Regions from separate parts of the Mus musculus genome. Here regions 1, 2, 4, 5, 6 and 7 are each linked to region 3. A link is a contact called in public ChIA-PET, Hi-C, HiCAR-type and HiChIP or PLAC-seq data. All regions are on one chromosome and are shown on one strand. The core of a region is the stretch at or near the end of the contact, and the rest is flanking DNA. Distances in the headings are between cores, read along the strand shown. Region 1 overlaps Inpp4b (inositol polyphosphate-4-phosphatase, type II). Region 2 overlaps Inpp4b (inositol polyphosphate-4-phosphatase, type II). Region 3 holds the start of Inpp4b (inositol polyphosphate-4-phosphatase, type II). Region 4 overlaps Inpp4b (inositol polyphosphate-4-phosphatase, type II). Region 5 overlaps Inpp4b (inositol polyphosphate-4-phosphatase, type II). Region 6 overlaps Inpp4b (inositol polyphosphate-4-phosphatase, type II). Region 7 overlaps Inpp4b (inositol polyphosphate-4-phosphatase, type II).

Region 1 (3,452 bases), core at 509-3,008, 500 kb after region 3:
ATAAACAAATAACAATATCCCCTGCAAAAGAAAGTCCACAAAAAATACAAAACAAAAACAAACAAAACAAAAGAACCCCTTTGTCTTATTAGCCTTTACCTTTCTGAGATCTATAGTTTCTATAATGCTGATTAGACCATAATAAAGGCTTGATATATATTTGCGGGGATTAATGTAGGGGAAAAGATCTAGCATGAGCTATTTTGTTTTATTTTATCACCACTACAATCTGACTGTGAACTTCCATTTAAAACAAATGAGAATAGAGTTACATTGGCTTCTGAAAGAGGTGTAAATATCAAATGTGTGCCTTCTGCTGAAAGCTCTTCGTTGGTCATCATGGAAGGCAGAATCAAAGTGTGCTGTGAGATTTTCCCTCCGCCGCACAGTCCACAGAGTGCCCAGAATGATAGCATTCCTCTTATTTTTCCATCGGCCTACATGGCTCCACTTAAGAGAATGATTACATCACGGAGCCTGAGAGTAAAATGGTGCTTACAACTCATTGCGGAGAATTCAGGCAGCCACAGGTAGAGAAGATTGATCAATTGGAAATAAGTTAGAGATATATAGAGGTAAAACATCCTGGTGAGCTACTGCACAGTAGAGAGGTGTGTGTAACACTTAGATATTATATATTTCAAAAGGAGAAAAATTTCAGTGTTTTCATGATAAAGAAATGATAATACAAAGACTTTTCTAGTGCTCAATTTGACCATGGAGGAGGCCACACGTTAAGAAGCACAAACATGAGGCCTCTGGCATTTTCATTTGTTTCAGCTGACAGTCTTCCAGAAAATGAAGGCCTCTCTTCTACAGCTGTGAAGCATATTCCATTTGACTTACAGTCTGTGGATGGTTAGGGACCAGATCTTTCCTAGTGGAGCCTCTGAATGCCAACATAGGCAGCTTGTCCTTGGACCACAGCCTTGTGAGATCCGCCTGGAAAACCAGTCACCCCACGTCTGGAGTTCAAAGCTGTACAAAGCTCTATGCCAGTTAATATAGAGACACGCTGGTTACTGGCCATTAGCTGATGACTTTCTCTCATGTGGCTATGTGGAGACTTGGCTCTCTAAGTCTGAAGGCATACCAAACCCTCTCGAGAAATTCTCCACGTAGATGCAACAGATATTCCTGACATATGCTGTTGGTGGTGGGGTTGAGTTAGGGGCTCACACCTGAGTCCTAAGACACTTGTTTACAGGATAGTTATACCTCTGGAGGAGGTAGACATTTTTCCCTATCTTAATTTCATGTTTCAATATCAGGGATTCATTACTGATCTCAACGGGGGTCTAGAGTAGCGTTTATGTTATGAAACAGACTCTGATTCTGTATCAAATTCACTTCCAAATACATTGCCAGGTTGGACCATATTCTTTGTGGAGGATGTATGCTCTTTAATGGGTATTCCCATCTATATCTATCTAGAGGAGCTTGCTTCATTCATACCTATCAATACAGAAATGGACCTATGTGAGCTCTGAAAAAATGCAGCCAGGGACAAATTCTGGATATTATGGCCTTCTCCTTGGCTGGCTCTAGATCTCCAGCAGATTGTACTGCCATAGGCTTAGTCATTTCATGGCCAGTGAAACTTCAGTAGTCTTCTCCCATGGGACAGAGGCATCCATGTTCTGTATAATAAGATTAACTAGCTTCAGGAGTTTTCCTCTGTGTATATGAGCTTGAATGTGCTATATTCCCCTACTGCAGCCATATACTAGAGCTCCTGGAAGCTTTAAATGTTGGCAGAGTAGTCTGCAGGAAGCTGATGAGTCAGGATTACTCACTGCCTGCTAGCATATGGTTATCATATCAAAGTAAACTACCTGTGTTTATCATTTCCAAGTTAACATACATGAACCTTGAACTTTTGGGATTGATAGGGGTTTTTAAAAGAAGACAGGAGGGCAATTTGCTTTATATGAACTTAGGGGACAAGCAAGATGTCTCTCACAGTGTGGGCAAGCATCTGGTCACACCCATCACCAGATCCACCTTGATTTGTTTGTTGTCATAAACCTCTAGACCAAAGCTGGAAGGGCTTTGACTGGATAGTTGCATGAACAATTGTGTGTTGTGGGAAAAATCTTGGAGAAGCACATTGAAGACAAAGAAAAAAAATGTGAATAAGACCAAAAAATGAATTCCCAAGAAAGGCCACTAATTCTCAGGAGGCATGGCATGATGAGGAACTAGAACATACTGCAGTACCAGCCCTGGCTCCTTACATTCCATAACTATGTTATCAGTGACACATTTCCTCTCCAGCATCTTTATTTCTCTGTTGTTCTAAGTTCCTCTGCCTTCTTTCTGTTTCTCTGTTGCTGCAATCCTTTCTGCTTATTTATTTAATTCCCTTAGCTCTGCTCTCACTTCTTACCTCCCCTTTCTAGCCTCAAATGCCTCCAAAGACTGCAAAGGATACCATACAATGACTTATACTAATCTTATGTTAGAAAGTCAACACCAAGACAGCAAAACAAGGGCTGAGAGCTCTCAGGTGTTGGGATAACTCAAGTGCTTGTCCCAATAGCTACCCCCGATTTTCTGTTGCCTGGAAGAAGTATATAAAGAAAAAGTGCCAATTATATAATATCACAGCCTTATAAATATTTTGGTCCTACCTACTTCTCCAAACCTATTTAACTCAAGTCACTTCCTTGCAAGTTCCCTGAAGCATCCTCAGTACAAAGTCTTCGCAGAGGCAGTTGGACATTAGCAGCCATGTGGTGCATACTTATTACCTTACACCCCTTATGCTTCATTGTACTCTTCCTTGCTGAAAACTCCTCTTGTCTTTCAAGACCCTAAGCACCTCTTCTCTGCAGCCCGCCCTGGTAGCCACAGGCTGAGTCATTAGTCTCCTGTCTAAATGTCAAGAGTAAATGCTCACATTTCTATTGTAGCACTTAATATATTGTACTTGAATGGTTCCTATTTGTCACAGCCACTAACCACTAGAGCCCCCAAAAGAAGACAGAGGTTCTATTCACTGGCAAGCCACTGTTCTTCACACAGCAGTGCTGATATGTAGTAGAATGTATTGATGTAGGAAAAACTGTACCATGATATCAACTGTATCAACTCAAATGTTTTAAAACTATACAAACCCGTACTTAACCTTTTATTATTTAAAATAAATAAAAAGTTCTTTTTCTCTTGTCTTCTTCCCTTTCTCTTTCCCCTTCACAAATAGAAACACACATACACAGAATATTAGCAAAGTAGCCCATATACCTTTAATTTTCTATGTACATCGGATATAGACTTTTCTTTCTTTTCTTGCTTAGTCATATTTATAAGGAATAATAAAAGTCTCATGAATATAAGAGTTTAATGGGCCATGCTGGACTTGTTAATATAATTCTAACTTTGTCTCTTTCCATATGCACATATATATAACCTAAATCAACAATTTCATGCAATCCTACTCACGTTGAGCC
Region 2 (3,113 bases), core at 439-2,938, 280 kb after region 3:
ATCTAGTCTCCTAGAAACTGAGCTGAGATGTGCTACAGGATACCATTAAGTGCCTACTTCCTCTCTCTCTCTCTGTCTCTCTCTGTCTCTCTCTCTCTCTCTGTCTTTCTGTCTCTGTCTCTGTTTCTCTCTCTCTCTCTCTCTCTCTCTCTCATTTAGTGTCTTTTATTTTATTCTTCTTACCTTATACATACAATATACATTTATTGGTAGAATTCTGATAGATGGCTTGGACATAATTATGAGTCATATTTTCTTCTGTTTCAGGACATTTCTGTTCATAATTATTCCTGTAATTTTGGAGGGTTGTTTGTTGCTTTGTAAGGCAATGCTTTCAGCATGTCAGAATAGCCACAGCCACAGTGACAGTCATATTAGAATAAAGAGGGATTTTTCCATTAATTTATTTGTTTATTCACTTAACATCCCAATCACAGCCCCTTTTCCTCTCAGCCCCACTTCCTGGCCCTTCTGTCTATCATCCCCCTTCACCTATGAGAAGGAAGTTCCCTCTGACTCTTAGGTTCCTGAACTAAAGAAACAACTCAGTAGTGAGAAACACTCGTTCCTCTTGCATAGGGCCAGAGTTTGGTTCCCAACTCCCACATGGTAGCTCACAACCATCTGTAATTCCTGTTCCAGAGGTTCCAATACTCTTAGTGGCCTCTCTAGGCACATGAAGCACATGGTGTACATACTTACATTCTGAAATTTTGATGTGCCTACCCATCAAATGCTCGTTTGAGTGTAGGGTCTCATGTTGTGTCTGACAACCTGGATTTGTACATTGCTACCCCATCAAACCAAAGTGCAGACAAAACACTCATACACACAATGTGAAAATAAATCCTTTTTTTTCTTGACCCAAGACAAAATGTCTGATAGATTACAACAAAGGCCTTGTGAACTTCTTTTCTTGCCAATATGACCTCTGCTAATGGACTGGCTCAAAAAATTCAAGGTTGGGTCAAGATGTATTTACACAACTGGTATGGGCCAATTAGTCATCCTGTCTTTCCTCAAACTGACCAATCCTAAATTAGAGGAGGAAGAACCTTTAAAGACATTGAATATGACCACCACCACCACCACCACCAACTACAAAACAGCACTTAGGAAGCTGGGCTTATGCTTCCCTAATCCCCACTCTGCTCTGTAGGCGTTCCTTTCAGTCTTTCTAAAGTTGAAGCCTGGTGAGAAAGAAATGAGAGGCCCATTGGACACGCAAACTTTATATGCCCCAGTACAGGGGAACGCCAGGGCCAAAAAGGGGGAGTGGGTGGGTAGGGGAGTGGGGGTGGGTGGGTATGGGGGACTTTTGGCATAGCATTGGAAATGTAAATGAGCTAAATACCTAATAAAAATGGGAAAAAAAAGAAAATGTAAACGAGGAAAATACCTAATAAAAAAAAAGTTCAAAAAAAAAAAAAAAAAAAGAAAGAAGTGGAAGGGAGGGGGGAGGGAGGACAGAGACAGAGACACAGAGAGAGCACTGTGAATTTCAAGAATTCTATATACAAGATTAGTTTAGTTGATTCATTTTGTGGTTTTGTATTGTTATTTTATGAGACTTTGCCTATGACATCACAAACGTTGATGTAAGAGCAGCAGTTTCAGCAACATTGGGTGGCTGGTGAGCAACGCGCACATCCAGATTCTGTCCTACACAACAGGAAACTCTGCATTTACACAAACATTCTAGGTGATAGGTAGGCACATGAACAGGCACATCAGAATTTCATAAGCTTTACTCTCAAGAGTATAAAGCCCCTTTTTCCCTGCCATAGGCATTCAACCTCAGATACCTCTTTACTCACATGACATAAGATGATTTCCAAATGCATTTACAGCTCAAGGCAACCACGGTGGGGACACTATGACCTGCCTGACAGAAACTGAATCAGGCAGCACTTCCCTGACGTCCTCCACCCCCACCCCCAAGGTGGCAGCTGTCTGCTTCTGGTCCACAGTAGGGAAGATTTTTAATAGGCGAAACTGTGTTTAAATCACCTATGATCCCTTGTATGTAACTTCCCCCAAACTAGATAGAATTGACTTTATCCTCATTCATCATCTAACTTTTCAGTGTCTACACATACTGGATACTTTCCTGGTCATATACCATTTGGAGTTTCTGCCTCACTGGCCAGCTCTACTCTATGGGCCAGTTGGGCCACTAAGCATACTATTTCCAGCCCACTCTATGACAACACTTTCCTTGCTTTTCTCATAAACGGTGAGACAGAAACCCCTTCACTGGGTCTCTATACATACTGTAATAGACTCGAGGAGTTGGGAAGGGTTTGCAGGGCAAAAACACAGTGATCCAGAAGTGAGATACGGGCCACTCTTGGCTTAGAATGCCCTGTAGATATTTGAGTTAAAATGCAGTCAATCCTTTGTCCTTCCATGCTCATTATAATTCTATATCATCTCTAAAATTAAGTCACAAAAGGAAAATGCAATCACTGTTTTTCTGATCCTTTAATGGCTGTAATTTCGTATGTAGCCCCACTTTGTCAGCCTAGAGTCTGTTAGAGCTTTGAAAAGGCATCTGGTCATGCTGTGTAACAAAAAAAATTATATACAGTGTCTTCACTCAAGAACGTGGGGATGATGCAAGAAAGGCCAGGGGCCTTGTCCAAGGAAATTGGCGGATGTTCTCCAAGACAGGTCATATGCTCACTGACAACCATAAAACAACAAATGCCCCCATTATCAAACAACACATGTCCATTTATAAGCAACACATGTTCCTGCTGGGGAGATGCCATCTTTCTCTAGTTCCATGATTGTCATTCCTTGGTGAGTGTCACTACTTCCTAGGTTGTCTTCAGGAGCTAATGTCTGCCAAGCACACGACTCAGTGAGTCATATATTGAAACCTTCACATTTACAGAATTGATGGCCAGATTGCTGTCACTTTGTGCTCAGAGCCTAAGATTGTCCAACACAGCACGGCTACATAAAGGACCCATGTAATTTATGAGCTCCTCTGCTTCTTTAACAAGACTATGCACTTTTGCAAAGTGAAATCAAGTAAGCAAACAAACAAACTGTTGTCTTAATGCATGACTTTGAGATGTCCAGTGCTCTGACACACTGCAGGGCCT
Region 3 (3,632 bases), core at 683-3,182:
CATGGTGTATTCAATACTACTCCAAGCTCTGGGAGTGTAGAGGCTAAAGAAAGTATCTGAAAACCAAACTAAGCAAACATCTAACCAAACCAAACCAAACTAACCAACCCAACCAAACAAATCCAACCAAGCAACTAGCCAACCCAAACCAATCAATCAACTAAACCAGTCAACTAGCCAACCAAACCAACCAATCAATCAACCAACCAATGAACTAACCAACTAACAAACTAATCAAATGAACTAACCAACCAAACCAGACAACCGACCAACAGAACTAATTCAACCAACCTATCAGCCAACTAACCAACCCAACCAACTAAACTAACCCACTAGCCAAACAAACTAATCATTCAAGCTAGCTAACTGACCAAAGGAATCAATCCTAACAACTTACCAACCAGCCAAACCAAGCAACCAACCAAACCAATCAACTAACCAAACTAACCATCCAAACCAGCTAACCAACCAACTTAACCAACTCAACCAACCTATCAAACAAGCAACCTAACCAATCCACCCACCCACTCAATTACCCACCCACTAACCAACTCAGCCACCAACCAACCCAAACCAACCAACCAACCAACCAACCAACCAACCCAATCAACCAACGGAACCAACCAAAGACACCCTCACACCACCACTAGCACCCCGCCCCCACACACATAAATTTAAACCATCAAACTCCCTGCCCTCATCAACAAAGATAATATCTAGTAGCAAATACTTGGGAAGTAAATGGATGTCTCGATTCAGGCAGTGACAGCAGGGGTGACAGCTGGGGGCAGACACAGCTTCCCATTTTGTAATACTGTAATACTGTTAAGCACTGCCTTAACCCAAATTGATTTCACTGACTTTAAGATTCCAGGCTCTTTGTGTGACAAATGTCACACTTGTGTACACGCGTTTTTACTTTATTTAGAGTGCCAGTTTAAAGGGTTGCAAGGAAGAAAAAGGACTAGTGTGCCTTTGTGGGTAAGCTCTGAGAAGAATTACCTCTGAGCAGAGTGGACAAAACCTCTCTAGGAAAGCCGCCAGGTGGCACCTGTAAGGCGCAGATGGAGAGAGTCATTTGCCCCACCCCCACAGGCCGGACTATCCAGACTACCCCTCACCCCTCGGGTTTGTTCGCGAGGAAGTGGGGGAGTTTCAGTCTCTTTCCAGACAGCGTGATTACACACCAAAATTTTCTGACACCTCAAACACACCGAGGGCGGATTGTCTCCACACAACCAGGCTGTCAAAGGCATGAGCCTGGTGGTTGGGAACACTTAGGCACTCTGCAAGGTGGGGAGTGGCTGTGGGCTGCCCCTGTGCCCAGGTCTGCTCAGTCTGGGTCTAGGGGAAAACACTGGCAAGGGAGAAGCAGTTCTCAGGACCGTGACACGCAGAAGTCACCAGAACGTGGGACAGCGCTTCACACTCCTCTAACGCCCAATCCTCCTCCCAGGGACAGTCAGTGGGGACTAGTCTGAGCTACCTTCTCACATCCTTTTACATTTCCGCCTTCTGCAGTCTCTTCTCCTGTCCGGGTCGCATTGTGATTGCCTTGCCCCCCCCCCCCCCCGCCCCGCGCGCTTCGCCCCTGTGATCCCGCACCCCAGGATTGGCAGCTGACCCCAGAGACAGCAGAGTCTGAGTGGTGGGTGTCAGTAAACAGAAGCAGCGTGTTGTGGTCATTTCGAGCTGTGCGGTCGGGCCACCAACTCCATCTGTGGCAGGGAGGCGAGCTGCACCAGTTGCGAGACTGCTGCTGTTCCTCTTTGGTGGCTGGTTGGTGACATTGGGAGGAGACCGCTCCGAGGGAGTGAGCCTAAGACGAGGAGGAAGAGAGGCAGGGCGTTGGGGGTGGGGACGTGGCGACAGTGCCAGGGGGCGTGTGAGCTGCGGGCGAGGAGCAACTTCTCCCGGGCGCGCGCTGCGGGGCGGCGGGCGGAGCGTGAGCTGCCAGCCCAGAGCAGGGAGCGGGGAGCGGGGAGGCTCGGCCCGCGCCCTGCACGCTACCATCCTCCGGGTTCCCAGCCCCGGGTGCTGAGCTCGCCGCTATAAATAGCAGGTTACAGCTTCTGCTTGGGCGCACACGCTTTCACTGGAGAACGCAGGAAAGTCATCCTGAAAAGTGTCTGCCGCTGCTATCGCCCCCTACTCAGCCTCTGCAAGAGGTAACATCCTGCCTGGGATCCTGGGGCTCGGGAGGGAATTTTGCAGGGTGCGGAGGGTGAGGATGGGTGAATCCATAGGCTGTAGTCGTGCGCATCGGACAGTTCAGGGTGGTGGTGGTGGGGAGTACGTCCTGCCTGAGAGACAGCTGGTGTGTTTCTTATCAAGTTTCCCAGCTTGCAGCCAAGATCGTCCCTTCAGCCTTGCTTCCCAGGGACCCTGGCTGCTGGTGGTACCCCTGTGACCCTGATTACTGTCTAGTGGAGCTCGCTTGGTCTGGGGTGAACACCACACACACACACACACACACACACACACACACACACACACACGCACACACATATGAGTTCCAACTCCCAGGTGACACTGAGTTCTGGCCCAGCTTATGGTCCCTTTGAGCTGTTCTTAAAAGGTGCTGCAGCGACCTGGAGTGCTTAGGGACTGCTTCTCAACCCTAGTCCCAGTCACTGGCTGTCTCCTGCTTCAGAGGAAGTGGTCCTGGTCCTTAGAACAAGGAAGGCATGCTGGGGTTGCAGTTGCCTAAAGAGCTCTCTTTTCATGGCTATCTCCAGCCCCACCTTCAGCAACTCCTGCCCTCTCCGTCCCCCCAACACCACCCCCCCAAGTCAGGCCTGTTACCCCTAGGCTACCTTCATGTTCTACCTACCCCAAAGAGAAGTCAAGAAAGAGTTAGAAAATCAGGGCTTCAAAGTAAGAGTGGGTGATGAGAGGCTCCTCTGGAGTCTCAAATTTGCACTACAGCCTACTTGAGCTTATCTGGCCCCTCTAGCAGGACAAGGGTCCTGAGCAAACCCAGGAGCCTGCTGCTAGTATGGACTTTCAGGCTTGCAACTGGCTAGCTCTAGGTGATGCGAGAACCAGAGGCACCGGTGTTTGCCCCTCTCCACCTTTGATTTTGCTTCCCTCAGGGGAGGTGGTTTCTGCCCCAGAGGACACCCAGAGGTTTCTGTTTGGAGACAGAAGCTTTATAGGTAGGGATGTGCATATTGATGAGATAGTTGCAGCCACACAAAACTTATTGGAAAAACCCCAGAGGAGAGAGAGGCAGCAGTGCTGTTAGGGGACCGAGGTTTGTTAAGGGAAAGGATGCTCAGTTGATTATGTGGTTCCTGCAGCGTCAACTTACCAGGGAAACCCTGCGGGACATTCAGTCACGCTGGTCTAAATGATGTAGAATGTCTTCTTTGTTCATCTTACTTTATGTTTTTCTTTCTCCTGATTCTGGCTTCCTTGCTCTTTCCAAAATGACATTTGAGGTCATTATGTGGGTATTACATTTTGCTTACATTTCCCTTCAGTCTGAAAGAAGTTATTTATAAAGGTGTAGCTCTATAAAATACATGAAAGAGCAGAAGACAGGGATGAGTTCATCTCTCCTATGATGGGCACTAGGTGGCCCCTTTTATAGGTGTACATCTACATTTAGAGGACTTGTTCGCACAGAA
Region 4 (3,248 bases), core at 472-2,971, 430 kb after region 3:
AGGAGAGAGACAGAGGAGAGAGACAGAGAGGGAGAGAGGACTGAAGTTGGAATAGGAATAGGACTGGGTTATAGCCCCCTCAAAACCCACTCCTATGCCTACCAGCTAGGACACATGCCCAAAATGTTCCAATATCCTCGAGATCAGATAGAATATTCAGATATATAGGCCTGTGCTATATATTTCTCATTGAAACCTTCACACAATATGAACTAACCGACATGTCTTAATCCCCTATAATCCTTGTCATCTGAACTAGGGATGCTTATTCATCCCCCGCAGGTAATCAGTTTGTGTGCTGGCCATCTATGCTTTTTATTAGCTTTAGTTCTGGGAACTAACTATGTGGATTTTTAAAAAGATGTACTTCCTTGATCGGCAGTGTTAACATGTTAAAGTATTGGGTGAGCTGGAAGCTCTTGATGTGGAATAAATTGTTTGGAGCTTGAATGCACTTTGGAGATACAGCTGGCTTCCTCTCCCCAAATGCTATTAATTAAAGCATAACCTGTTCCTTAAAATAGCTGGTAAAATAATCTTGGTGATGGAAGTGTAAATAGACATACGGTTCATTAATATGCTAATAGTCCTCATAGATGCATGTGATCTTACATCTCTCCCCTCGTCAAGTTCTCTTCCGGGTAGGGCGAGGAGGTAAGTGTGTTGAAGTACAGCTTATACTTACTTAACAATCTAAGAGCTTTAGATCCTAATACTTCTGAGCCAAAGGAATGAGGCTGTGAATGTGTGTGTGTTTCAGGAGATTGGTGATTCTATACATATACTTTAAAGTATTTTAAATATCTGACTCCAGCAAGCCTTTAACCATATTAGATCCAGAATAATCAGATCTTCTTCTTGGCAAATGCTAGTTGGCTGAGGCAGTGACCTGGCTGTTGGAATCTTCCTATGGTGTTTATCGTTACTGAGATAACCAGTCAGTGTGATACCTTCCTATTCTATGTTCACGTGCAGACAGACATGCTTTGTGTCAGAGCTCTATAAGAGAAAAGGTGACATTTTATCTGCACCCAATTGACCTATCACGCTGAGGCCTAGCTCTTCTTCTTATAGTCTTCTAACAACTGACTTAAGATTGATTATCTCAGTGGTCTCAGAAGAAATAGGATTCCTCTTTATAACAGATTCGAGAAGTCTAACTGCTCCTACTCCTTCATAATCTCCTGCATGGTGGCACTGCCCTCTGAGACAGATAGACAGATAACACCGGGCTAAGGGGTGAGGGGGAAGACAGGAGGTGTCAAGATCATTACCAAGGCTTCATAACAGTTTGGTTCCCCTTTCATTATGAAAAAAAATACATTTTCAAGATGGGCTGCTCTGATATCCTTTTGCTTGTTAGGGCTGTAACAGCTGAAGCAGAAGCACATGGGCTAAACGATCGGAGGCTTAGTCTGGAAGAGCAGTTGATGTCTTGGCGCTGTCTTCTGGTCATATGCAGCGTGTAAAAATCTCCTGAGACCTGAAATGTAAATAAATGCATCTTACATTTAAATAAATGTTATGTGCAATGTTCGGCCTCGGGGACAAGGAAGGAAGTGTAGTCTTTCATATTTTGTTAAGAACTTCTGTGCAAAGAGAAACTTGTGGCAAAAAATATATCATTATCAAAACTTGTTTCTCTCCTCGTTAGCACTAACTTGAGTTGGAAGGTACTGGGTGAAGTTCCTCCAGCTCTGCTATCTACACAGTCAGCCTATGATTAGGTCAGAGCATTGCTTCTGCCTGTGGTTGAAATGTGAATTTCTGCTCTATTTTGGAGAAGTACACATTGGCCTCCTTGTTTTTGCCCTGAGGATAAATAATCCTTTGCTGTATCTGCAACTGAATTAGTTCATAACACAGAATCTGGTGTGCAGTGGACACCGGACAATCCTAGGTTTAGGCAATATAGCTTTATAACATCATAAAAACAGCCTGTTATTTCTATAGCTTCCCACTAAAGCCGCAGCAACAATGGATGCAAATTTATTGTTTCCTGTGTTCTCTGCTCCAGGTGGATTAGTGTTAACAAAGATTAGTCCCTAGACAGAAATATTCAGTATTCTTTGTTCGTGATTTCTGTGTTGGCTCTTTCAGAACATTCAGTTTAACTAGTTAAGAAACAATATTTTGTTATCAGAGAAAGTCATGATGTGGTAGGAGACAGAAGGCAACTGAGATAATGAACCACTCAAATGCTACCAAGTGCTCTTTGCATGCTTCCTCTTAGTTACACAACAGTCCATTATTGTGTCATCATTGTGCCTACTCTGAAGATGCAGCTGGAATCTGGAGAATTCCAGATGTTTAGAGACCCTTCAGTTCTCCAAGCTCTGCTGTGACATATGCATCCTTGGTAGGCTTTCCTTCACTTTTATGCCCACTGTCTATTTTAATGTCAACAGATGTAATAAGGACACTCTTAACATAGAGCTTAAAACTGCTTAGAAGTTCATTATTTTAAAGAATCAATGTTCAAAGACAAGAGAAATCTACAAACCAAATTGTTAGCATTTAAGACATATATCACTAAATATCTATGTCTTAATGTCTGAACATATTGTATAATGAAGAGTTTAACAAATCATTCATAAAGAAACAAATAGTGGTTAAGACTATTTGTGCATTTCTAAGTTTATGCCTCAAACATTTGCTTTATTCGTTTAACCTTGCTTGCTTGCTTGCTTGCTTGTGTTTTCTGTGGCCTTTCAGCCTGTCCCTTCTCTCAGATCTGACCTTTGGGAAGTCACAGTTTACTGTGAGATACATGGAGATAAGAAATGATGAGTTTATCAGCTACATTTACCCATGTATCTTCTGCCCAAGTTAGGATATGAACCATTCCATTTATTCCAGAAAATTCCCTTGAGTCTTTATGCAGTTGACTGTTATCCTATACAGACTCAGACAACCACTGTCTCATATAACTATTTCATTTATTCTTGAAATTTACAGGATTGAGGTAGTACAGTATGTTTCTTGTAGTGACTAATGACTGTTGCTCAACATAATGTTTAAATTTATTCATTTGCTGTGTAGATCAATTCCCCATCCTTCTTCATTGCTGAATCACTTACTTTTGTGATTTATTTATTCATCTCCTTATTGATAGACATTCAGGTTGCTCCTAGAGTTTGACAATGATGAATGAATGTCGAATATCTGTGTTTTTATCCTCTTGTATATATACCAGGGAGTATAATTGTTAGATCATGGAGCAGATTAATGTTTACTTTTCCTAAAGC
Region 5 (3,460 bases), core at 179-2,678, 410 kb after region 3:
AACTTTTTTTTGACTCTTTGGCATATGGACAGGGTGCACAAAAATGTTCCCCAAACCAAAATAGAAGATGCATTTTTACTGCTTTTTGTTTATTTCAGACAGGGTCTTGTTATGTAGCCCAGGCTAGTCTCAAACTCTCAATCTTCTCCCTGCAGCTTCCAGAGTACTGGGATTACAGACTGTAGGCATGTGCCAGCTTCAACCCCTTCTTACTGGGATTACAGACTGCAGGCATGTGCCCACTTCAACCCCTTCTTAACTCACTTGGGCCCCTGTTTATTATGGAGGAGTCAAGAAGTTCTTTCAAATTTAATGTGATGGTTTGGACTACGTCCTTGGTGTTCTGTGTTTCTAGGTTCTGAGGAGTCTGAACTCAGAGAGCTTCTGCAGATATGTAGGTCTAAACTATTCACTCGGAGACCAAGCATATTTTGGAAAAATAAACCCTTTGGTATCGTCACTTTTAAATTGACTGATCTTTTTTTTCTGTAGACCATTAGAGTAGGAGGGTTTGCTTGGAACCATCACATACTTTCTGCTTTCAACTTGGCCTTTTGTTTTCTCACCTCTTCACTCTGCCTACTCCTATACCAGGACACTTAACTATTCCGGATGTGCCTTTTCAGTCCTGAGTCAACATCTTACCATGGAGGACTGGGTATTCTCAGTCTTCTTATTTAAACTTGTATTGAGATATTTCCTTGTTAGCACAAACTCACGTGTGCTCAAAGACTCGAGCCAAATCAGCATCAGCTTCTTCAAGAGATTCAAAATTTGCTTAACAAAGAAAGGCAGAGACAAAGACACTTAAAAAGATAGATTCATACCCCCCTAGAAACAACTCCTCTTAATTATTTTTTCACCCTTATTTTCTAATCTACATTTTGCACGTCTTTGATTTTATTTTATATTTTAATTTTGCTCGTAAAATATTTGTCAATAGACTGGAGACAATTTAGCAATTGCACATGCATGCTCTCTCTCTCTCTCTCTCTCTCTCTCTCTCTCTCTCTCTCTGTTTCTCTCTGTTCTGTTTTGTTTGAGACAATGCCTTATACAGTCTTGCTTAAAACTAACTATAGAGTTGGAGATAACCTTAAACTCATGATCTTTTTGCCTCTACCTCTGCTTGCTTGGATTACAGATATATGTCACCATTCCAAGATATTAAAACTATTGATTTTACACATTAGAATTGAACCCTATATATTCACAAGGAAAAATTCTAAAAAATTACTTTAATTTAAGCACCATTTTCTAAAAAACTAAGTGCTACGCACAGTTTCTCCTTGAAACCCTTCTATAGCAACTTAGATTGAGAAAACTCATCCAGAAATGGCCTTAGTCATTATTTGTTTGAAGCATACACATGACTCAGTGTGCTGGATGAGAAATCCCCCAGGAAGTGGCTGTTTCCTTTGCTTCTTCCTGCCCAGACAAGCAGACCTCAGAGTGCTTCTGTAAGCTGCCATGCCCGCAAGCTAGCACTCCGGCTTCCATCAGAATTCAGCAACCTTGCACACACTCTGCTGGCCATCTTGTTTTGCAACTGAGGCCCCCAGTATCCTGAGACATTTGTTGAGACCTCCTGTATCCATCAACTGCACTGGCTTTATCATTGGAGCAAGATTGGTATCAGTAACCACTGGCCTTGTTGAATGAATCCACTAACCAGCCTTGTGCCTGGTAGTGATCCTATTTGTTGCTGTGTTGATGGCACCTTTCCTGAAAAAATGTTACCCTTAGAGAAGGGAAAGTAAGAGTCTCAGTAAAGTCTTCTCTCTCTCTCTCTCTCTCTCTCTCTCTCTCTCTCTCTCTCTCTCTCTCTCTCTCTCTCTCTCCCTCTCTCTCTCTCCTTTCCTCCCCCTCCTCTATCTCTCTCTGTCTCTGTGTGAGTGTCTTTGTGAGTCTGTATCTCTTTATGTATGTATCTACTTGTGTCTCTGTGTTTGTGTATGTGTATGTCTGTATGTATGTGTGCATGTGTGCATGTGTGTCTGTATGTGTCTCTGTGTGGCATTTATGTGACTGTGTGTCTGTATATGTATGTCTCTCTATGTATGGCTGTGTATATGTATGTGCACATGTCTCTCTCTCTCTCTCTCTCTCTCTCGTGTGTGTGTGTGTGTGTGTGTGTGTGTGTGTGTCCCAGAGCTCATCTTTATGTATTACTCCTCAGGTTTTACTTTATTTTTAAAGACAAGATCTCCCTGGCATGAAGCTCACTAATATGGTTAGGCTGGTTGTCAGGGAGTGCCAGGGGTAGGCACCACCACACCCATTTATTTATGTGTGTTCTAGGGAATGAATACAATTGATCCTTGCTTAGCTCTAACACTGCAGATGCCCTTAATGGCATGTAGATCCTCCTTTTAGTATTCAGCAGAGTCTGCTGCCTCCCTGGAATAACATCTTCCTGCCTTCTGAAGCAGCACATATGTTCCTGCTGAAAAGAACAACAGAAAGCAGCAAGCACTTGCTATCTCTCCAAAGTGGAGAGAAGTCTAGGAGCAAGCACAGGCAGAGCCCTGCCTGTGTGCTCTGCTAGGCGATGCCAGGCCAGTTGATGGTCTATGGCATGCCACGTGACATAGCAAAATCCAAAGAGACTCAAGCACAGACTTGTTTATAATTCAATTGCTAGCAGATAGAATCTTAGCCACCTAGGTAATATTCATGAAAACAAGACAAAATAGGATTTTCTTTTTTTTCCATTTTTTATTAGGTATTTAGCTCATTTACATTTCCAATGCTATACCAAAAGTCCCCCATACCAACCCACCCCCACTCCCCTACCCACCCACTCCCCCTTTTTGGCCCTGGCATTCCCCTGTACTGGGGCATATAAAGTTTGCGTGTCCAATGGGCCTCTCTTTCCAGTGATGGCCGACTAGGCCATCTTTTGATACATATGCAGCTAGAGTCAAGAGCTCCGGGGTACTGGTTAGTTCATAATGTTGTTCCACCTATAGGGTTGCAGATCCCTTTAGCTCCTTGGGTACTTTCTCTAGCTCCTCCATTGGGAGCCCTGTGATCCATCCATTAGCTGACTGTGAGCATCCACTTCTGTGTTTGCTAGGCCCCGGCATAGTCTCACAAGAGACAGCTACATCTGGGTCCTTTCGATAAAATCTTGCTAGTATATGCAATGGTGTCAGCGAAAGAATGAATTTATGAAATTCCTAGGCAAATGGATGGACCTGGAGGGCATCATCTGAGTGAGGTAACACATTCACAAAGGAACTCACACAATATGTACTCACTGATAAGTGGATATTAGCCCCAAACCTAGATACCCAAGATATAAGATACAATTTGCTAAACACATGAAACTCAAGAAGAATGAAGACTGAAGTGTGGACACTTTGCCCCTCCTTAGAAGTGGGAACAAAACACCCATGGAAGGAGTTACAAAGACAAAGTTTGGAGCTGAGATGAAAGGATGGACCATGTAGAGACT
Region 6 (3,375 bases), core at 417-2,916, 390 kb after region 3:
CATATTTATATTTTAGATGATTTAAGCAAAAATACTTTTATATTATTTTTGCTTTAAACTAGTGGTTGCTGTCTGTGGCTTACAAGTCAAATCCAGATTATAGTGAGTTTTGTCTGTAAAGTTTATCAGTATAGCATGCCTGTATTTTATATATTATCAGTGGCTGATTTTACATTGAAACAACTAAGTTGAGCATTTTTGTAACGACAACAACAAAAATAAGGCCCACAAACCATTTGCTTTTTCTTTAATTTTTGTTCTGTTCTCGGTGCCGCAGGACCAGCCCAGGACCTTGTACACTTACCGTAGGAATAGACAATGTTCATATCTGCCTTAGGCAATTATCTTTTGTCCTTATTAGAAGCAAGAGGAAATGAAGTTAACTTCTATTTTCTTTGTGCCATCCTGGAGCTGCTCATTTATTTCATAGACCTGCATGTGTCTGTTATGCTTGAAGAACTTCTCTTAAGGTTTTTTGAAATGCTGATAATGAGGTTGTCATTCATTATTTCTGGATAAGAGCTGTTAGCACACAACAGCACTTAGCAGTTGCTTCCTCCTTGTGTAGAATGCTGGGTTGATGGGTTTTCTAATTTCAGAACACAGAAGACACCATTTGTTTTTTTCTGTAATGCATAGCTTCTAGCGTGAAGCCATTGTGTTTCTCAACTTGTTTTCTTTTGCTTGGATTTTCCCTGTGATTGGTGTTCAATGCTATGAATAAGACTTATACTGTGTGTGTGTGTGTGTGTGACAGAGAGACAGAGACAGAGAGACAGAGAGATACAGAGAAAGATAGAGAGACATAGAGAGAGAGAAGAGAGAGAGAGAGAGAGAGAGAGAGAGAGAGAGATATGCCTACTGGTGTATAGGGGTCTATTATCTTTTATAATGTTTGCTGAGCTTGGATATGTGTGTCAATGCCTTTAATCATTTTTGGAGCAATCTCAGTCAGTACTGCCTCAAATATTTGCTCCATTCTCTCCCCTGAGAGATAGAATGTGCTTGGTGTTGTCACCCACATGTCACCAGTCTCTTTGCTTTCCATGACTCTGTTTGGGTGGATTCTACTGACCTATGTTCTGGTTTCCTAGTTTGTAGGTTATGACACAGTTATACATCAGTCTGCCAGAAACAGTCTTCATTGTGCTACTCAGTGTATTTTACATTCTTAATATTAACTTTATTTGTTTTGCTGTTTCTGTCTTTGCTAACATTTCTCATGTAGTTGTGTAGAATTTTCTGCTATAGCCTCAGAATTATCTCTTTTGATTTGGTTTTTGATCGTTTCAGCATTTGTGTACTGTCTAGATCTGACTTTTTAGATGACATTCCTACATTTTTTTCTTAAAATAATTTTCTTGTTTTAGCTCCCCCTCCCTGCTTCTTCTGCTCTTCCCCTTGTTCTTCCCATCCTCTTCCTCCTCCTTTCTTCCTCGTTTTTCTCCTGCTCCTTTCCCTGCTCCTCCTACTTTTCCTTGTTCATTTACCTCTTCTTCCTTATCTGTGTGCTATGTAGAACAGTTGAGTCTCAGCAAAAGAGTGTTCATGACTAGAGGTAGACATCCCAGTTTTACTTCTAAGCCTTTACTGTTTGTACAGAGGAGGTGGAATCAGTCTAGTAAGTAGCTTAGCAGGGCTTTGGTATAGTTTCTATGACAACCCTCAGTGCATAACTGAACTAACTGCATGTTCCTTTGGTGTTGCTATTACTTAGTAGAGGGAGGGCTGAATGAATGGAAACTTTGCTCTCTGCTCTCAACTTTAGGCTTTTGCTGGGAGAGAAGTTCACTGTTCAATGCTGTCGTGTCTCTACTAGTGGTGTGCAAGTATCATTAGCACTCGGTAGTCTGTTGAGGTGGGGGTAGGAGTCAGGTAGGAATGTCCTCTACTATCTTCTTAGAGCCCACACCTTAGAGCCCACACCACATAGTAAGCTCTTTGATCTTGGAGCACTGTAATAAAGCATGTGAAAGTCCTTACTGACCCTGTCTCCTGAGATTTCCCTCTCTTTATCTGTTTCCACTACATAATTGCAATGGGTCTAGGTGTGTAGCATCATGGACGGACCTGTTATTTCTGCACTGTTTGGATGTGATGAGGGTAGTGCTATGTTCTTTTTCTGAGATGACTGCTCTTCCTCCCATGGGTATGTGTCACAAAGAGGTGCAGTCTCTAGACACCCACTCAGCTCTGTGGTGTTTTTTTTTATAAGTACCTGAGTGATGCCTAAGACAGAGAATCTATTAATGAGTCTAGACAACCCTTGACTTGTGGGTCTTGTATATCTGATGCTACCTCTGAACTGACTATTAGTAATTCATCAAACATTCTGACTGAGTTTTTACTACCAGTGTGTGGCCTGGCATTCTTCTCCTCATTCTTGGTCCAATGTGTTTTCTAGATTCAGATTGATTGATGACCTTTCAACATTTTTGGAAAGTTTTGATTGTATACATTGCTGACTTTTTCTTGACATAGGGTAAGGCTCTTTCTCTTAAGTCTTTGCAAATGGAAGCTTGAAAGTTCTGTGTCTATTTTCTAGATGTGTATTCTGGTTTTTTTCATTGCTACAGTATTGTTTGTTCACAGACAATACTGTTATAATAATAATAATAATAATAATAATAATAATAATAATAACAACAACTGTTACTGTTGATAGATATCTTTGATTTGCATTACTCTTATAACAGATGCTGACCAAAATCAACTTGAGGAGGGGTTTACTTCAGTGTATATGTGCCGATCATAGGATCCATATCAAGGTAGGGACTCAAGGAAGAAATATAGAGGAAGAACTAAAGCAGAGATCATGAAAGAATGCTGCTTATTGTCTTTGTCTTTAATATTTGGCCAGCTTGCTTTCTTGGTCACCCCAGGGCCACCTGTTCAGTGGTGCCACTGTCTATGTTGTCCTTGTCTCTCCTACATCAATCGTTAACAAAAAAATAGTCTCACAGACTTGCAGAAATCCCAGTTTTATGGAGGCATTTTCTCAATTATGATTCCTTCTTCCTAGATATGTTGAGGTTTTTGTCAAGTTGAAAAAAAACACTAATTAGAAATATGGATTTATTGATCTTTACTTATGTGGTCTGAGCTTTTCAAGGTGGATTGGGAAATTTTCCCTATATTTAATTTATGAATATGTGAATATATCTTTTTTCTCAACAGGAAATAAGGTCATTTTGGAGAGCATACTAAAGTTCCTACAGCTTCCTGTGTGACCCTTGTCTTATTGCCAGTGTCTGTTCATCTTCCTTTCTTAAACCAGACTGTTTGTTTTATACTTTATCTTACTATTTCCTGTTTCCTTCCATCAATCAGTTACTCTCATATCTGCCCATAGAAATAGCCCAGTCTCTACTCAAT
Region 7 (3,218 bases), core at 122-2,621, 360 kb after region 3:
AGGAGCTAGAGAAAGTACCCAAGGAGCTAAAGGGATCTGCAACCCTATAGGTGGAACAACATTATGAACTAACCAGTACCCCGGAGCTCTTGACTCTAGCTGCATATGTATCAAAAGATGGCCTAGTTGGCCATCACTGGAAAGAGAGGCCCATTGGACATGCAAACTTCATATGCCCCAGTACAGGGGAACGCCAGGGCCAAATAGGGGGAGTGGGTGGGTAGGGGAGTTGGGGTGGGTGGGTATGGGGGACTTTTGGTATAGCATTGGAAATGTAAATGAGCTAAATACCTAATAAAAATGGAAAAAAAAGACTTAAAAAAAATAAAATAAAAATATTGTAAAAATGGTACTCTGCTCAACTTTCAATAGATTGGAGTCAAGGTGTTAACATGAGCCAGTTCATGAGATTAGATTGATGACATTTAACCATTGTCCAGGAAATTTGTCCAGTTTGAAGTGCTAAAATTTCATGTTTATACAGTATTATCTCATAGTTGATAAGGCTGGTTGAACTTTAAGCAAAGCCTATGTGCTTTTCCTGATATAATGATATTTTTGTTTCCCTCTATTAGTCATGATTGTAGTTTGGTTTTAATGTGTAATTTTTTCAGCATATTTCATACAGTCATCATAATTCCTACACAGGCTCTTAAATATTTTAATTTAAAATTACTTCTTTATTAACATCCATGTATTGTCTTATTATTTTTTTTCTAATGTTTAACTATCTCTCTTATTTTTCTCACCATGAAAAGGATGCAGAGACTAATGCCATCAGAAGGATTGCTGCTTTGTGTCTCAGAGAGCTTTTTGTTCTAGTGTCTTCTATGCACTAGAGCACATGAGATAAAGCCCATGACCTCTCCTGAGCCAGCTTTAAATGTTTGGAGGAAGTGGATGTCCACCTTCCTTAACTTCCCAGTGCTAATCATGTGCCTGTTGGCTTATGTTCAGGGGGATGACCTAGTTGTATTTTTGACTGAAATGTGACTTAACAGTTTTTAGCTCAGAGGTGCCTTCTTCTCTAAGTTTGATGAAGTTGGGAGATTTCCAGAAAAGTATCACACTCATGCTGATTTTACTGAATCTTCATTGTTCACATAATAATGGTGTGCAGTGTTTTTCAAAAACATATACCTTATTTTATAAATTCTCTTTACATGTTCCCTTACTCCCTAAATAAATGGCAATGATTTCCTTATATAAAGACATGGTATCAAAAAGTTAAAAGTTAATAGATATATTAACAAAGCACAGTATCACAAGCCACCATATCATAAATAATTTAATTCTAAAAGGATACAAGGGAAGCGGTTTCTCTGTGATGTATAAAAGACTTCCAGTGAGCTGGTGAAATGTCAGCAGGTCAAAGATGATGCAGTGTTCACAGAGAGGATGTGAGAAACCACAAAACAAGGCTGATTCCATGCAGAGAACCAATGAGGACTAGAAATGGGCAGCTGCTTAACATCTCAGATGAACTTGTGTGAAGCAGTTTATTTTTATTTATATGATAATGGAAATAATATTCTTGGGAAGAGGATCTTTCCTTTTGGATCACTGATTTATGTTGTCCAAGCTGTGTTAACTGCTTGTAGTTATCATACTTTCCTGATTGTCTTTAGTTTTTATGTATCTCACATACAGTTTTATGAAAGCCCTTTGTGTACTTCCTTATGGAGATATCCAGCTCTGGTCCAGGCATATGCCTGGTGCCTGCCATGGACCAGTTGAGTATCATAAATGCATTGTGATGAGAGATAGACAGCTACTTTTCAGAGATCCTGTCCCTCTTTTAGAATTATAATACATATTCTCAGCCTCGTATTTCTTGCCTCTCAACTGAACTATTGGAAATACCCAACATTGGCCAGTAAATGCCCAGTCTGTCTCACCCTTCATCTCTCTACTGGATGCACGGGTGACTAAGTACTCTTCAGGTGATATGCAGAGTGTGTGTGTGTGTGTGTCACTAGGTTTCTGAAGGATTTCATTAAGCAGATTCCTTCTTCACCTGCATGTTCCCTTTACACACCAAATTAGATTCTTGAGTAAAGAGCTTAAGTGACTAAACTTTCAAAGTTAACTATCACAAAACACGGTACTACCCAGATAATGGAAGAAATAAATACTGTTCAGTAAGTGTATCTGGGGCCAGCTAGAAGTCAACATGTGCCTTCAATGATGACTATGCAAGCTTTGCCTAATTTTAGGTAGGGCAGCTCTTATTTGAAATAAGAACATCAAAATAAGTATTGAAATATTTAGCATACAGAAGATGCATCTGTTGGTTTTCAACCACAGAACAAAATCCACACCTGGAGTGATAATCAGAAGAATCATGACATCAAACTTCTGCTGGCCACTTCATTTGACACTTCCACTTATTGATGGAAAGGAAATCAGGGCTTAAATAAAATAATGTTGATCAGTAGCTTGTAGGTTTATATTTCACATGATCAATGACTTGAGTTCTAATCTTTATTAGAAAACATTACCACATTTTAGATATCGTTGGGCCAGTTAGAAAGCTCAGTGTGTAAAGGTACTTGATCTCAACTAAGCCTGAGATTGATCCCTGAAAACCACAGAATTGAGAGAACAGAATCTGCAAATTCTCCTCTGATCTCCATGTGCCCAAACACACAGAAATATCCATATGTACACACACAAACACAAACACACACACACACACACACACACACACACACACACACACCACCAAATGTCATAAAATTTAGGAGGAAATGAGTAAGCTAATACTTTATACAGTTGGTCCTACAGATCCTATCCATGGCTTTGCCATGTTAGTAGAGCACTACTAGATGGGCATCACATCTTTCTACATTATTGCTAAAGTGGCTTCTACACTTTGACTTTACAAGTCTTAAAATTGCTAGACTGAGAATCAACCTCACTAACTAACCACTTCCTTCTTAGGGGTTTTTATTTCCCATGATCAACAACTTAAGACTTCTAATCTTTATTAGAAAACAAGTTATCCAAGTTTAAGTATCTTCGGATCAGATAGAAGATTTAGTGGGCAACAATACTCTAGGTTTTGTTTTTATATCTGGCTACCTGCTTCAAGGAAAAAGTAAATAAAATTGGAAAGTTTTGTTTTCCTCAGTTTAAATCTTGGTATGTTGTATTGGATTCCAAATTTCTTTTGAAGTTAGAACCCAGGAACAGCAGAAAATTTGTTTACTTCTCAT

The links. Hi-C and Micro-C count contacts between places; a contact is called where the count stands out from the background. ChIA-PET counts read pairs in DNA pulled down with a chosen protein or histone mark. HiCAR-type assays count read pairs that join an accessible place to other places. HiChIP or PLAC-seq counts read pairs in DNA pulled down with a chosen protein or histone mark.
Region 1: a contact with region 3 is called in a FOXA1 HiChIP or PLAC-seq map of pancreatic cancer cells. The contact joins the enhancer-like site here to the promoter of Inpp4b in region 3. A contact is called at or near these places in 3 of 39 promoter capture datasets (the 3T3-L1 cell line, hippocampal neurons and neural stem cells), 2 of 484 Hi-C or Micro-C datasets (CD4 T cells and cortical neurons), 5 of 115 datasets of contacts at active chromatin or transcription factors (astrocytes, bone marrow-derived macrophages, large pre-B cells and 2 more) and 2 of 9 other capture datasets (liver and pancreatic islet).
Region 2: a contact with region 3 is called in an H3K27ac HiChIP or PLAC-seq map of regulatory T cells, with 4 times the contacts expected there. The contact joins the enhancer-like site here to the promoter of Inpp4b in region 3. A contact is called at or near these places in 4 of 39 promoter capture datasets (the C10 cell line, embryonic stem cells, liver and 1 more), 7 of 484 Hi-C or Micro-C datasets (B cells, the Ba/F3 cell line, CD4 T cells and 4 more), 5 of 115 datasets of contacts at active chromatin or transcription factors (bone marrow-derived macrophages, embryonic stem cells, large pre-B cells and 2 more) and 1 of 9 other capture datasets (liver).
Region 4: an RNA polymerase II ChIA-PET map of memory CD8 T cells shows a contact between it and region 3, with 593 read pairs. The contact joins the enhancer-like site here to the promoter of Inpp4b in region 3. A contact is called at or near these places in 5 of 39 promoter capture datasets (the 3T3-L1 cell line, the C10 cell line, cranial neural crest and 1 more), 1 of 15 datasets of contacts at CTCF or cohesin (pro-B cells), 3 of 484 Hi-C or Micro-C datasets (the Ba/F3 cell line, group 2 innate lymphoid cells and uterus), 12 of 115 datasets of contacts at active chromatin or transcription factors (the 230-238 cell line, CD8 T cells, bone marrow-derived macrophages and 6 more) and 3 of 9 other capture datasets (adipose tissue, liver and macrophages).
Region 5: a contact with region 3 is called in a Hi-C map of Th2 cells, with 4 times the contacts expected there. The contact joins the enhancer-like site here to the promoter of Inpp4b in region 3. A contact is called at or near these places in 8 of 39 promoter capture datasets (the C10 cell line, embryonic stem cells, frontonasal cranial neural crest and 3 more), 4 of 484 Hi-C or Micro-C datasets (Th2 cells, cortical neurons, group 2 innate lymphoid cells and 1 more), 4 of 115 datasets of contacts at active chromatin or transcription factors (bone marrow-derived macrophages, large pre-B cells and regulatory T cells) and 3 of 9 other capture datasets (adipose tissue, liver and macrophages).
Region 6: a contact with region 3 is called in a HiCAR-type map of Th17 cells, with 4 times the contacts expected there. The contact joins the enhancer-like site here to the promoter of Inpp4b in region 3. A contact is called at or near these places in 3 of 39 promoter capture datasets (the C10 cell line, embryonic stem cells and liver), 1 of 484 Hi-C or Micro-C datasets (group 2 innate lymphoid cells), 1 of 115 datasets of contacts at active chromatin or transcription factors (Th17 cells) and 2 of 9 other capture datasets (adipose tissue and liver).
Region 7: a contact with region 3 is called in an RNA polymerase II ChIA-PET map of memory CD8 T cells, with 136 read pairs. The contact joins the enhancer-like site here to the promoter of Inpp4b in region 3. A contact is called at or near these places in 6 of 39 promoter capture datasets (embryonic stem cells, frontonasal cranial neural crest, hippocampal neurons and 2 more), 1 of 15 datasets of contacts at CTCF or cohesin (pro-B cells), 2 of 484 Hi-C or Micro-C datasets (CD4 T cells and Th2 cells), 3 of 115 datasets of contacts at active chromatin or transcription factors (effector CD8 T cells, embryonic stem cells and memory CD8 T cells) and 1 of 9 other capture datasets (liver).

Annotation. Positions count from the first base shown.
Region 1 is chr8:81,838,908-81,842,359 of GRCm38.p6, forward strand. All of the region lies in intron 7 of Inpp4b (inositol polyphosphate-4-phosphatase, type II), which reads left to right. Among named protein-coding and RNA genes, the nearest start is that of Gm25267, 310 kb to the right of the region's middle. Within about 2 kb of position 1,759, at least 18 of the 459 cell types and tissues checked have an H3K27ac peak or open chromatin away from gene starts, as enhancers often do. A contact at or near this core is called in pancreatic cancer cells, where this site is marked.
Region 2 is chr8:81,617,478-81,620,590 of GRCm38.p6, forward strand. The region is part of intron 2 of Inpp4b (inositol polyphosphate-4-phosphatase, type II); the gene reads left to right. Among named protein-coding and RNA genes, the nearest start is that of Gm51582, 280 kb to the left of the region's middle. Within about 2 kb of position 1,689, at least 7 of the 459 cell types and tissues checked have an H3K27ac peak or open chromatin away from gene starts, as enhancers often do. A contact at or near this core is called in regulatory T cells, where this site is marked.
Region 3 is chr8:81,340,630-81,344,261 of GRCm38.p6, forward strand. Inpp4b (inositol polyphosphate-4-phosphatase, type II) reads left to right here and starts at 1,933. Exons shown (of 25, transcript NM_001024617.3): 1 at 1,933-2,168. Gm51582 (classical arabinogalactan protein 9-like) reads right to left here and starts at 2,024. Exons shown (of 2, transcript XM_030243908.1): 1 at 1,625-2,024. The coding sequence starts at 2,013.
Region 4 is chr8:81,772,485-81,775,732 of GRCm38.p6, forward strand. All of the region lies in intron 7 of Inpp4b (inositol polyphosphate-4-phosphatase, type II), which reads left to right. Among named protein-coding and RNA genes, the nearest start is that of Gm25267, 380 kb to the right of the region's middle. Within about 2 kb of position 1,722, at least 49 of the 459 cell types and tissues checked have an H3K27ac peak or open chromatin away from gene starts, as enhancers often do. A contact at or near this core is called in the Ba/F3 cell line, CD8 T cells, bone marrow-derived macrophages and 3 more, where this site is marked.
Region 5 is chr8:81,755,458-81,758,917 of GRCm38.p6, forward strand. The region is part of intron 5 of Inpp4b (inositol polyphosphate-4-phosphatase, type II); the gene reads left to right. Among named protein-coding and RNA genes, the nearest start is that of Gm25267, 400 kb to the right of the region's middle. Within about 2 kb of position 1,429, at least 93 of the 459 cell types and tissues checked have an H3K27ac peak or open chromatin away from gene starts, as enhancers often do. A contact at or near this core is called in Th2 cells, bone marrow-derived macrophages, group 2 innate lymphoid cells and 1 more, where this site is marked.
Region 6 is chr8:81,734,150-81,737,524 of GRCm38.p6, forward strand. All of the region lies in intron 3 of Inpp4b (inositol polyphosphate-4-phosphatase, type II), which reads left to right. Among named protein-coding and RNA genes, the nearest start is that of Gm51582, 390 kb to the left of the region's middle. Within about 2 kb of position 1,667, at least 18 of the 459 cell types and tissues checked have an H3K27ac peak or open chromatin away from gene starts, as enhancers often do. A contact at or near this core is called in Th17 cells and group 2 innate lymphoid cells, where this site is marked.
Region 7 is chr8:81,700,845-81,704,062 of GRCm38.p6, forward strand. The region is part of intron 2 of Inpp4b (inositol polyphosphate-4-phosphatase, type II); the gene reads left to right. Among named protein-coding and RNA genes, the nearest start is that of Gm51582, 360 kb to the left of the region's middle. Within about 2 kb of position 1,372, at least 26 of the 459 cell types and tissues checked have an H3K27ac peak or open chromatin away from gene starts, as enhancers often do. A contact at or near this core is called in Th2 cells, effector CD8 T cells and memory CD8 T cells, where this site is marked.